2 separate regions of the Zea mays genome follow, and region 1 is linked to region 2. A link is a contact called in public Hi-C data. All regions are on one chromosome and are shown on one strand. The core of a region is the stretch at or near the end of the contact, and the rest is flanking DNA. Distances in the headings are between cores, read along the strand shown.

Region 1 (3,286 bases), core at 211-2,710, 320 kb after region 2:
GATGGGTTGTCAGTGTTGTGGAACAGATGGAGAATTGAGCTGTATAAAGGAAGCAAAGGATCAGCGTATGATCTTCGTACGTGTCCTCTCAGAATCGCCATGAGTTTGCACCTGTTTTGAAGCAGCTGGAGCTGCATCTTTCTAATGGCGACGGATTTGCGCATCCTCAGGATGGAAATCCATGCGCCACACAATTTTTTCTGTCATAAACATTTAGAACCATCAGCTGCTGTGTTACCGAAATGCAAATGATGAATTGAACTGAATCAACTGATACGAACAGAACGGAGGCCAGCCACTCACCTCTGCACCCGCGGTCTGCGACGAGATGGCAGCTCCAGCCTGCGCATTCACGAGCCGCCACTGCGACTCCCTGGTGTAGAGTAGTCTCAGCTGGTGCTCCTCCTCGGCCTTGATCGCCGCCAGGAGTTTCGGCTTCACGTCACCGTCCACGCCACAGCCAGTAGGACAAGCCTTGCCCTGCGTGTTCCCGGCGGAGGCAGGCACCTCCGTGGAGCGCCGGACCGGCGGGGACGACGAGTCGTCCGCGCCCCTCCTCCTAAACGCACTGGCCACTGGCTTGCTCGGCGACGGCTGCTTCAGAGACGCCCTGCTGAACGGCGAAGACAGCAAGCCGGTGAACAGTGACCTCTTCTTCACTGGCGCCGATGCTGGAGTCGACGAGGCAGGCGCGCGTGACGGCGATGGCATGACCTGGTACTGGTAGTACGCGAAGCGTTCGGAGCGGGTCCCCGTGGCGTCGCGCGTGAACCGCGCGGAGGCGCTCATGGCGCCCCTCGGCGACGGGCGCGGGGCCGAGCCGACGGCGCTGCGTCGGGTCGCGCCGCCGTCCCCGCCGGACGACGCGCTGTCCGTGTCGGAGGACAGCTCTAGCAGGTACTCGTTGGCGCCGTCCACCGACGCGCGCCGCGGCGTCCCGCGGAGCGCCGTCGACGGCGCGGCGGCAATCGTTTGAGCCTCCTTCCTGCTCGAGGCGGAGAACTCCACGCTCCTGGAGCCGCACGGCGCAGACGGTGGCGGCCACCGGTACGTGTTCTGGCTCGCGTCGGACACCTTGGCGCGCGGCGCGGACCTCTTTGGGGGTTCCGGCGCGGAGGCGGGGCTTGCCCTGCCGGTTTCCATGGAGTAGGTCGGCGTCTGGAACGCGACCACGAGCGTCCGTGTCGTCGTGGTGGCGCTCCCGCCGGTGGAGGCGGGCGTCTTCGGTGCTGGCGACTTGGCAGGGGAGGAACTGGAGATGGAGGTCGGTTTGGAAGGAGGGGTGAGGTAGCGGGAGGCGACGGCCTTGGCCTTGGCCCCCCGCGCCGTGGCGGCGACGTAGCCGGCGCTTGCGTTGGGGAGCTGCGCGGGGCGGCGGCGGGCGGGCGGCTCCAGCGCAGGCGTGGCCACGGTGGCGTCCACCGATGTGGGTGGCATCGTCGTTGCTGGCAGTAGGTCAATGCATGGGCTGAGATGCTTACTGTTTATTTATAGGCTCCATCTTGTGCACGTACGTGCGTCTCGATCTTCCAGACCCAGAATCCAGTTTGGCAACAAAACACTGTTAAAATTTAAGAAAATTTATATTATATAGCAAAGTTAATCTTACTGACCACAACGATGTTCTGATTCATCACCGTTTGGACATATTTTGAATTATGGTCTCGAGAATTGAAGGTCTGATGATGCACACGTATAGGTGTACATTTGTGCTGTGCCTAATAGGCCGGCCCAAAGCACACAATTTCTGGCACGGCCCATATCTGGCACGGCCCAACCTAATTGTGGGCCTGGGTTGGCACGGCCCACATTGTGGGCCGTGCCTGGACCTCATGTCAAGCCCACGGGCCGGCCTGGCACGGCCCATTTAACTAAGGCCCACCGAGGCCCACTAAATATAGACTCAGTATTTAACTAAGGTTCATCAAAGCCCACATGACTAGCATAACTTGGAGAATCTAGAGCTTCAATAAGCCATCGAGAACCAATACCTAGATATGGATAGTGAATAGTGATGATCATTGTATATGTATTCTGTATGGATGTATAGTACTCAATTAAACACTAAACAGAGAATTTATGAGCTAGTTGTAATATTTTTTTCTTTCTGACCAAAGGTTTATAATGTGCATCCACAAAACATCTTAGTTTTATTTTGGTCATATATATATATATATATATATATATATATATATATATATATATATATATATATATATATATATATATATTATACTTTTTGTTGATGTATTACTGTTGTATGTATATGGGCCGGTCTGGCATATTAAGGTATTTTGGGCTATTTGGGCCGGCCTGGCACACATAACTAATTGTGGGTCGTGCCGTAGGCCGATGACTGGGCACACGTGCTGGCACGGCACGGCCCATAATTAGATATGTGCTTTTGTGGGCCGTACCTTTGTGGGCCGTGCTTTTGTGGGCCTGTGCCGTGCCGGGCCAGACCGGTCCACGTGTACATGTATATGCACACGGCATATATTACGCTCATCTCTAAACTACTAGCTATATATTAGCCAATGTCTTTCGAAACCTTTTGTAAATTAATTAAAACGTACATCGGTCCTAGGATGGCCATAAATCCATAACATTTCTTTTGCGTATAAAGTCGTTAGATTAGATATACGGACGCGCTAGAATCAGTATTAGGTGAGACTAGTGTGGTAGGTTGTTTCGTTCCTTCCCAATGCCAAAGGACCTAATCAATCAATCTAGCTACGTGTAAACTTCAATTCACCAGTGACGTACGTACCCAGCTGTAGTAGTAGACGACACGATCCGATACGTATAGATACGTATCAGTGCATGCATGTGGCAATCCGCCGTGCGTACGCACGTACGTTAAAAAGTCCGGAGCAAACTGAATAAAAACATCGAAAGGCCTGTCTGTATTATTAATTAATCAGCCGAGCACGGCACAGTCGCGGCGGACGTTGCCCTGCCGGTCCCGGGCCGTCTTGACGCCGACGCGGCCCATCTTCGTCATGGCCTCCACGAAGGCCCGCTCGAACGCCACGCTGCTCTGGGCCAGCGCGTCGACGGTGGGCCTGGACCTAGGGTCCGCGTGCAGCACCTGGTCCGACGCCAGAAGGCCCTTCCCGGCCTGCAGGTTGCGGAAGAACTGGTTGTCGAAGGCGACGGGCGTCACGGGGTCCATGGCCACGGCCACCCGCGGGTCCACCCCGGCCGGGCACCACGCCGCAAGCTGCGCCGCGTACCCCGAGTCCAGCGTCCGGTCCGGCGCCGACGGCCCCCGCAGACGTCCCGA
Region 2 (3,175 bases), core at 297-2,796:
ACCAAACACCATCATAAATGGTCAATAGTACAGTAGCACAAAAAAACCGGAAGTTTTGCGTTAAGTGAATGGTGATGGATCTGTCAGCCTCCTTTTTTTCCCTTACAATCCCAGTTTGCACGATCCGGCTCGTCACCCTTATGGTCACACATCCACCTTGTCACTCCCATGTAAAAAAACATTGCATGTTCCAATGTAAACCTTTCTTGATTGTATGATTCATTATGAACCCATGATGATAGTAAGTTAGTAACCTAGTGCATAAAAATGCACTTCTCCCGTAAAAGTTCATGAATGATGAAATGGTCCTGTAATTAACTCAAACCACCTAGCCTATCCTACATGTTCATATACCACCACAAAAACCATGCCCGATTCATGTAGGGTATGAAACAGTGATAGGACTTTGCCACTCTTTTGTTGATTTCTGTCCAGGACAGATGAACTGTAGGGCAATAGCAGTAGATGTCGGTTTGAGCAATTGTCAAGTGCCAGAAATCCTGTCTCAAATTCAGTTGAAACATTCTAGTACAGAGACAGTTCCAATCCCCCGCGTTCCTACATTTCCACATCTCAATAAATGCTAAGAATCCCTGAATAACCATAAACGCCTTTCGGCTACTGGCTGAAAGCAACATCTCAACCGATTGTTGGAACTACAGGATCGTACAGTGTCAATTGCAAATGTAGCACTTCCTCTACACACGTGAATGTCACTCCCCATAACAGTCTCCGGGCAATCAAATCGTGCCGTGCTTCACATCCAGATATCCAACCGTTTGAATTCAGATGAAATTGGGCGAAAGAAGAAAAGGGGGGATTTTTTCTAAGAAAAGGAAGAAATGGCCCGCACCTGGGCGCGTGCGTCGTCCTGTCGCACCACCCATCGGCGGCCCCGGCCCCGGACGGATCCGGTGGCCTGGGCGAGGGCAGCGGCAGCGGGTGGAGGACGGGCGAGGACGCGGACCTGGGCGGCGGCGCGCCGCCCTCCCTGGCGCTGGCGGACCTGGAGACGAGGGTGGGTACCGGGATCTCGATGGCCTCGGAGGCGGTGGCGAGGCGCCTCTGCTGCGGCGGAGAGGAGGAGGACGACCTGTCGGAGACGTCGACGCGGAGGTCCCCGAGCGCGACGTAGAGGTCGTCGACGTGGCGCAGCTTTCGCTGGCGGGTGAGCTTGGGCGGCGCGAGGAGGTCCCTTCTCCCGGCGCGGCCTCCGGGCTGGACGCACGAGGTGGACGCCCGCGCGGGAGAGGACGGCGTGGATGCGGAGGAGAACGGGGTGACGGGCGAGCGGTGGAACGCGGACTTGGAGCGCTTCCACCAGGACGGCATCGTCACGGCCAGGGGTGGGAGGAGGACGAGGGAACGAAACACTAGCCGCCGTGCGCGTAGGGTTAATGGCATTGGAGGCGGGGACGCGAGGGCGGGGCGCGGAGCGGGTGGACGGCGACGGCGACGGCCGCGGCCACGACGACGACCGCCTCCATTCTGAGTCGGGGGCTTTATTTTTTTTTCCTTTTTTTACTTGTCGTTTTGTTTGGGAGGCGGTCGTTGGTTTCGCGGGTACCGTAAGGGTGGCCCACATGTCATGGAGGTGAGTCTCGCCTCGCCCACGGGGCAACAACCAAAGTCCAACCACCAGTCAAACCCCACATCGCATTTCGTTTCATTTTGGTCTTAAAAAATGTTTTATCTTATGGTGGTAGGTTAGTCTTAATTAGCTTTGTTTTTAGCAGCCTTTTTGTCACATACATGCTATCTTTTTATAGTACTGAATGATTCTCTAAATAAATTAGATCTTTTTTGGAAGCGAACAACCATAGGAATAGATACACAGTGATAAAATGGAGAGCTTTGTTCTTGTTCTTACCAAAAATTTGAGTTACAATTACAACCTACTAAGTGACTTTACAAACTTATTAGTAAATATAGAGTTTGTCAACAATTTTTTACAAATAATACTTAGAAAATAAAACCACTGATAAAGTCCAATGAAAATAGGAAATTCACACTTTTGTTTAGGTCCTACAAAGGTTAAAAACTGCTTCATTAACCTTTTTCTTATTTTAGGGCCTATTTGGAAGCACTCTGTTTTTAAGAAACCGGTTTATAGAAAGTGGAGTGGTTCTAACTTTCTAAGCATATCGGTTGACGTCTCAGTTTATAGAAATCGGGTTTCTAATTTTTTTTTTAAAACCAAGAGGCTACTCTCCCGTTGCTAAAAACAACTTTTGTTTGTTTAATTATATCATGCCCTTGTTGGTTTCATGAAAATTACATTTATTGCCACCACTTTTAAAATAGATGAAGGCTATGTTAGTAATTGTGTATCAAAAAACTAGAAACGGGAGATATAAACTGATTTTTATAAAACTGACGTGCTTCCAAGCATGCCCTTAGTATTCATGATGGTAACCAAATTAAGTTTTGGAGTGTAAGTGGCTACAGAACTATGTTCTTAAAAAGGGAAATATCTGTCCATATTTCATATAGAAAGAAACATGTCTTAATGACACATGTCTTTAGCATTGCTATGGTAATTAGATGTAAGTTTTCTTAGGCCCTGTTCAGAAGCGACCTAGTTTTTAAGAATCCAGTTTATATCTCTAGTTTCTAGAAACTAGTTTATGAAAAAAAACTGATTAACGATGTTTGGAACCACCTCAATTTTCATAAACTAGTTTTAGACAGGGGAGACTCTTCTTAGTTTTTAAGAAACTAGGAATCTAGTTTCTATAAACTGGGCATAAACTGATATGTTTGGAACCACCTTAGTTTTCAAAAACTAGTTTTTTTTAAAAAAAATCGAGGGCTTCCAAACATGCTCTTATACCTTTTGGTGGGGGGAAATTATAAAATCGGAACATTTTAATTGCCAAAGTTGCGTTGGTACACCATGATGAAGAAAATGTTAATATCAATTGGAAGCTTTCAATGAAATGGGTTTCTACCGTATAAGTGACGTAGTAGCAACTAGTAGACAAAACATTTATGCCTTTAAATAAGTCTTTGCATAAGTTAATATGTCCTATAAAGATTAAGGTCTTTGTTTGGTTCTTGATAAAAGGCAATATATATGTGGTGGAAACTCCCATCTTCTGGTCAAGCCATGCACGTACTCCGTACTTAAGGATGGTGGAAGGACATAAGTATAATACTACTTCTTCTTCATGGG

Evidence for each region. Hi-C and Micro-C count contacts between places; a contact is called where the count stands out from the background.
Region 1: a Hi-C map of tassel shows a contact between it and region 2, with 2.2 times the contacts expected there. The contact joins the promoter of LOC100277994 here to the promoter of LOC100281440 in region 2. A contact is called at or near these places in 4 of 25 Hi-C or Micro-C datasets (ear, leaf and tassel).

What each region holds. Positions count from the first base shown.
Region 1 is chr2:242,199,023-242,202,308 of Zm-B73-REFERENCE-NAM-5.0, forward strand. It overlaps LOC100277994, which reads right to left and starts at 1,461. Exons shown (of 6, transcript NM_001367302.1): 1 at 304-1,461; 2 at 81-200. The coding sequence starts at 1,437. It overlaps LOC100216644 (Peroxidase 73), which reads right to left. Exons shown (of 3, transcript NM_001143055.1): 3 at 2,779-3,286. The coding sequence ends at 2,921.
Region 2 is chr2:241,882,774-241,885,948 of Zm-B73-REFERENCE-NAM-5.0, forward strand. It overlaps LOC100281440, which reads right to left and starts at 1,547. Exons shown (of 11, transcript NM_001154358.2): 1 at 854-1,547. The coding sequence starts at 1,404.